2 separate regions of the Gossypium hirsutum genome follow, and region 1 is linked to region 2. Evidence: chromatin contacts called from public Hi-C data. All regions are on one chromosome and are shown on one strand. The core of a region is the stretch at or near the end of the contact, and the rest is flanking DNA. Distances in the headings are between cores, read along the strand shown.

The links. Hi-C and Micro-C count contacts between places; a contact is called where the count stands out from the background.
Region 1: a Hi-C map of leaf shows a contact between it and region 2, with 1.5 times the contacts expected there. The contact joins the promoter of LOC107946428 here to the promoter of LOC107946422 in region 2. A contact is called at or near these places in 7 of 34 Hi-C or Micro-C datasets (callus and leaf).

What each region holds. Positions count from the first base shown.
Region 1 is chrD12:51,212,748-51,215,491 of Gossypium_hirsutum_v2.1, reverse strand. It overlaps LOC107946428 (ACD11 homolog protein), which reads right to left and starts at 1,298. Exons shown (of 3, transcript XM_016880751.2): 1 at 971-1,298; 2 at 713-885; 3 at 1-569. The coding sequence starts at 1,207. The coding sequence ends at 317.
Region 2 is chrD12:51,044,161-51,046,901 of Gossypium_hirsutum_v2.1, reverse strand. It overlaps LOC107946422 (protein NRT1/ PTR FAMILY 4.6), which reads left to right and starts at 1,458. Exons shown (of 5, transcript XM_016880740.2): 1 at 1,458-1,663; 2 at 1,844-1,955; 3 at 2,069-2,286. The coding sequence starts at 1,661.

The DNA of each region.
Region 1 (2,744 bases), core at 49-2,548, 170 kb before region 2:
CTTTTCAATATCCATAAAGAAAAACCAAAGCATAGTAAGGCAAATTCTCTTGTTTTCTGTCAGCTCTCAGCTTTTTTTAATGTACAAATAAACCAAAGATTCCTTTCTTGAAGATAGAACAATATTGCTTTCCATGGAATCAGTTGGTTTTATTATAAACAAACAAACAACCCGAACTTCTTTCCTTGTATGAATTGAAACCTAGGATTGTGTCATTAGACTTTGAAGATGCTCCCATCTGGGAACAAACAAGGTTGTTCATGAAGGATTTAGATTTTTGCAGGTCGAAAGAAAGACCCCCAAATTGATAACTAATTCACCAGTCCAACCTGATCTTTCTAGAAATATAAAGCTTATCGATGTAATCAATCAGTGGGCGTGAAGCTTTGATGTACCTTCTCATTTTCTTCTTTGCTGAATGATCTGTTTCGTTGAGTTTCAGCAAAAGTTGTTCCCTTGATGGAAGTGTATGCATTCCAGCAGAAACAGCAGTCCTTACCGCCCATGTGTGATACGGTGCACATACTTGAGCATAAGCTGTTGAAGCTGCGTTTCTCAATGAGTAATCCCTACAACAACAACAACAACAACAACAACAAAAAAAAAAGGTAAATTCAAGCAACAAACACTTAGAGATGCTCACACTCAAGGATAATACCAGGATTCCCTCGAGAAAAATAAAGAGTTATAGATGGAAGGGCATCTAACGTACTTGGATGACAAAAATTGTTCAAATAAAGCTCGTACGAGGTCAAGACCCTGCCTAACACGACGCAGATCTCGCGAAGGGCTTCTCTGTTTTTTCACTGTCCCATTACCTACATCTGCATCAACTATATTTTCTAAAGTGGCAAACCTTTTTGATGCTTCCACAAGATTACCTACCTGATTTAAACCATCCATCCATCATCAATTAATAACTTAAAGTTTCAGTGATTGGTTCCAAATAGAGGGGGGAAATCAAATAAACCTTGGCGACGTACTCCATCTCCGCAAATTTGAAGGCGAGACCGAGGGAGTTAAAAAGAACAGAAACCAAAGAACAAGCATCGCAGAATTTATCCAACGGAAGCCCTTCATCCTTGGTTCCACACTGCGATAACTCTTCAAACGCCTGCGCTATTGTAGACAATGGAGTTTTGGTCACCATTTTTAATGTCTTCCTTAGAGAATTGCCAAATTCATTCATCTGCTGCGAATGGGTCATGCATCTTTTATTTATCTTGTAATTAAAAAGCCGTGTTCGTTTGAAAACCGTCCAAGGCTTTGAAGTTTCGGCATGGAAACAAGAATCGTGTTACGTGCCGACGCTGTGAAATAAACACAGGTGTTCTGGGAAAGTCAAAAGATCACACTAGAAACACGATTTGCCTACGGAAATGAAATTAGTAATAAATAAAGGAAAATTCCAACATAATTTTCAACTCGTCTGGTTTGGACCAAATGTATCAACATCATCCAATTCCAAACCCCAAATTCAGATTCTAAACGTCATCTTCTCTTTCCAAATATTGAATTATTACACTTCTTTTTTCAAAAATCTTGTAGCTACTAAATTAACTTTACAATCTTCTATAATTTTGACCCCTTTAAGATTACATAAAATTTTAATCTTTTTGCGTATTTTAAATAAAAAATTAAAAACTCTTTAAATTTCAGAAAAAAATATATAAATGATTTTAAAATATAATTTTTTCCCAAAATTCAATCTAATCTAAATTAGATTGAACCAACCAATTAAACAATGAACCAACTAGGGTATCAACCCGACGAGAGGAAAAAATTCAGTTGAGCCATGAATTCATATAGATTGGTTGAACCGACAATTGAACAAATTTTAAACTAATCTGACCAATTGATTTCCAAAATGACCTATTTAACTGGTTAAAAGCAAAAATAAAAAAAAAACTATTAAAAATATAAAAATATGTCCAACTACCAGTTTAACTATTTTTTTAGCTAGATTCAACCAACCTAAACCAGTTCGTGAATCAACCAGTTTTTTACCTCTCACTAGACCGATACCTTAGTTGATTATTAATTCAATTGGTTTGATCCGATTAAGATAATTTTGAATTTTATTATATTTTAAAAATACTTTAATTTTTTAAATTTTAAATAGTGTTAATTTTTTTTATTTTTTTAAAAATTGGGTTAAATATAATTTTAGTACTCAAACTTGTCCACTTTTCCCAAATACTTAAACTTTTTTTCATCAACTAAATTAGCATCTGAGTCTAATATCATTAAGTTTAGGAGATGTGGCGGAATAAAATTATAACATGCTACGTAAATTACATGAGGTTGATATCATAATCTAAAAAAAATATTTTTTTCTTTTGACTTTTCTATCTCGTCTCCGCTCTCTTTTGCAGTTTTCAACTAAAAATCAATTTTCATTTTCCAATAGCCAAAACCAATATCCAAAAAGATCCCAAATCTTAATCCCCAATTTTGTTTCTTCTTCTTCTGTTGGCCTCCTTCCTTTTATTTTTTCTTTTTCCTTTGATGAACCCTAGCCGCCGCCATCTGAGCTCCAATCAAGCACCATCAAAACACTCCTTTCCACCACCTCTCTTCAAATCGTCGATTAGTTTTCCAAGAATCCGACCCAAGTTTGATGAAACAAAGGTCAAAGCCTTGATCTCTTTCTTTCTTCAATCTCCCTTTTACACCGTCAGATTCTTTGATATGTGGCACATCATGTCATGGTTCGCCTTACCATCGTTGGAATCGCCGAACGA
Region 2 (2,741 bases), core at 209-2,708:
TAAAATTATTAATTAAATTAATTGATTATATTATATTTTTAAATGTAATTATAAAAAGTAAATATGGTTAAAGGATAAATATATAAAAATTAGTTTAAACTATTAAAATCTAATACTAATAACTATAGGTTAAAACGTACCAATATCCTGAAACTTCAATTAGAATAGAACACAAATTATATAATACTGGTTTAAAACTGAAACATATCGATCGATATAAAAATGATACCGAAAATCATGTTGCCAGCATAAATTCTATCATGTCAGTTAACTTTAACTAAACCAAAGAATTAAATCTTCTTCTAAGGTATCTTTATTTTTACATATAGTTTTAGAAAGATCACCATCAATGGTCGTACCACTAGGCATGTTAAGTGGACGATGGTGGGTATGTCCTTAAAAAAGCTATAATTTGACTCACTTTTTCTCCATTATTTCTTGGTCAAGATTTTTACAAGAGACCGTCAAAACTCAATTTAAATAAACAAAATAGATGATAGCAAATCTACAAAGAGTCCATTCGTTCGTGTGAAACTTTGATTTAGGGTTTTGGAAAACAAATAGAGTCAGGCAGAAATGCACTTGTATAAAAGCTGCTATGCATGTACATGTTATCGTCATCCAGGAGACAAAATTCTTGAATTGATCAGTCAGGAGCAAAGCTTAAAGGATCATGTTGGAACACGTATACGGGGAGGATTAGCGAATCAATTCTTTCATCTTAATCATATATTTTATTATTATAGTAGTGGTACTGGAAACATGGAAAATAATTAAAAAATCCCAAAGATTAAAGATTTGCTTCCCTTTTAACATTGTTGCTATTTACCGAAAGCTAACATACTATAATTAGGAGGCTGAGGCTTTAACAACTTTACATTTAATAATTGAATATCAATATACTCAGTATGTGGTTATGTTGAGAGTCAAATATACACCTTATTCCTCTCTTTTACTTTGGGTTGGGAGGATTTCATAGTTCTATCCTAATCTTCCTCTCCTCTTTTTGGATGGTATATAATTTATTTTGATTATTATTGAGTGATATAATTAATTTTTATATTCCCGAAAACAAATGTGTAAAAAGTATTTTTGTTTGTCCAAAATTTATTAGCTAGTTTCATATTTAAAACATATAAAAATTTAATTTATATATTTTTTGAATATGTGATCACTCAAAGGACTTGTTATTATATTTTTACAAAAATGAAACATACAATCATATCCATCGATAATAATAAAGGCAAAGGTATTAGATTGGAATCATAACAGACAGATTTAAATAACTCTAACTACAAATTAGAAAGCACAAATAGAACATAGTCTAATTAGATTAAACAACACATAATAGGATTAATCAATATAAAACGATTTATGCAATATGTGCCAATATCTCATTAGTTATCACAGAAGAATCCTACTTATAAAAAATCATAATCTTAGTTGAAGATTAGAACCATTTGAGTTAAATAACATAGGGGATGGATCGAAGTCATTTTCTAAGGTGTCTAGACATTTCTCTCCTCCAAAGTTCCCTTCCCCACTCTTTAAATACATCCACCACTCACCACCCAGCTTTTCCAATCTAAGTTTCCTCTCTCACCTGAGATCCAATCCAACTTAACCAAGTTGGAAACTTAAGAGAGAGAAACAGCTAGCAATGGTGGGTTCCTCTTTCCTCCCCTAATTTTCTCTCCTTTTTTTTTTTTTTTATGTTCTCCTCCTCTCTTTCACTCCTCCCCCTGGCTTAATTTGCTTTGTTCAAGCTAACATACAAGAAAGCTGTGTATTGCTTTCTTATTTTTCTAATAACGCTTCGTTTTTATTTGAGTTTTGGCCGCAGGAACATGGGGTGAACCTACAGGATACCAGATGGGAAGGCTATGCTGATTGGAGGAATCGACCTGCTCTCAAGGGTAGACATGGTGGCATTTTTGCAGCCTCCTTTGTCTTGGGTAATTTAGCTTAGTTACCTATGAAAGAACCAGCCTGAAAGGGACTACTTATATAATATATATTTATTATCTTTCATTGATATGGTATAATGATAATTTTTGTGTGTCGTCAGTTGTGGAAGTGCTGGAGAACCTGGCGTACTTGGCAAATGCCAGCAACCTAGTGATGTATTTGTCCAAGTACATGCACTTATCTCCATCTAAATCGGCAAACAATGTCACCAATTTCATGGGGACTGCCTTTCTTCTAGCTCTGCTTGGAGGTTTCTTATCTGATGCTTTCTTCACCACTTATCACATCTACTTGATAAGCGCATTCACCGAGTTTCTGGTACTAACTCTCTCCTGCTTCTTCTTCTCTCTATATGCATAACCATTTCTATTGTCGTTTTTGAATTTCATCGATGATTCTTCTTTTTTCCTTTTTTTTTTCTTTTCTTTTGAGAAAGCAAGTTAGAGGCCTTTTGCATGAAAGATGAGCACTTTAGAAAGAAAAAAGACAATGACCAAAAATCTTAGTGTGCAAAGCATTAAAGTTTGGGGGCCGTCATAGGCGCAAAGCAACCCTAAGACTTTGGTATATAGATCCAAGGAACACCGTCTGTTTAGGTACATCTATCGAGGCATTATTGATGAATGCTCATAAATTTCAATCTCTCTATCAGATTCCACATATATATAATTCAAAACAAAACATGAAAAAGAGAAAAAGTAAAAGGGTCTCTTTCAAATTTCAATCTTTCATCACATGAGAAAACTTGCAACAACATTTAGCTTTTGAGATTC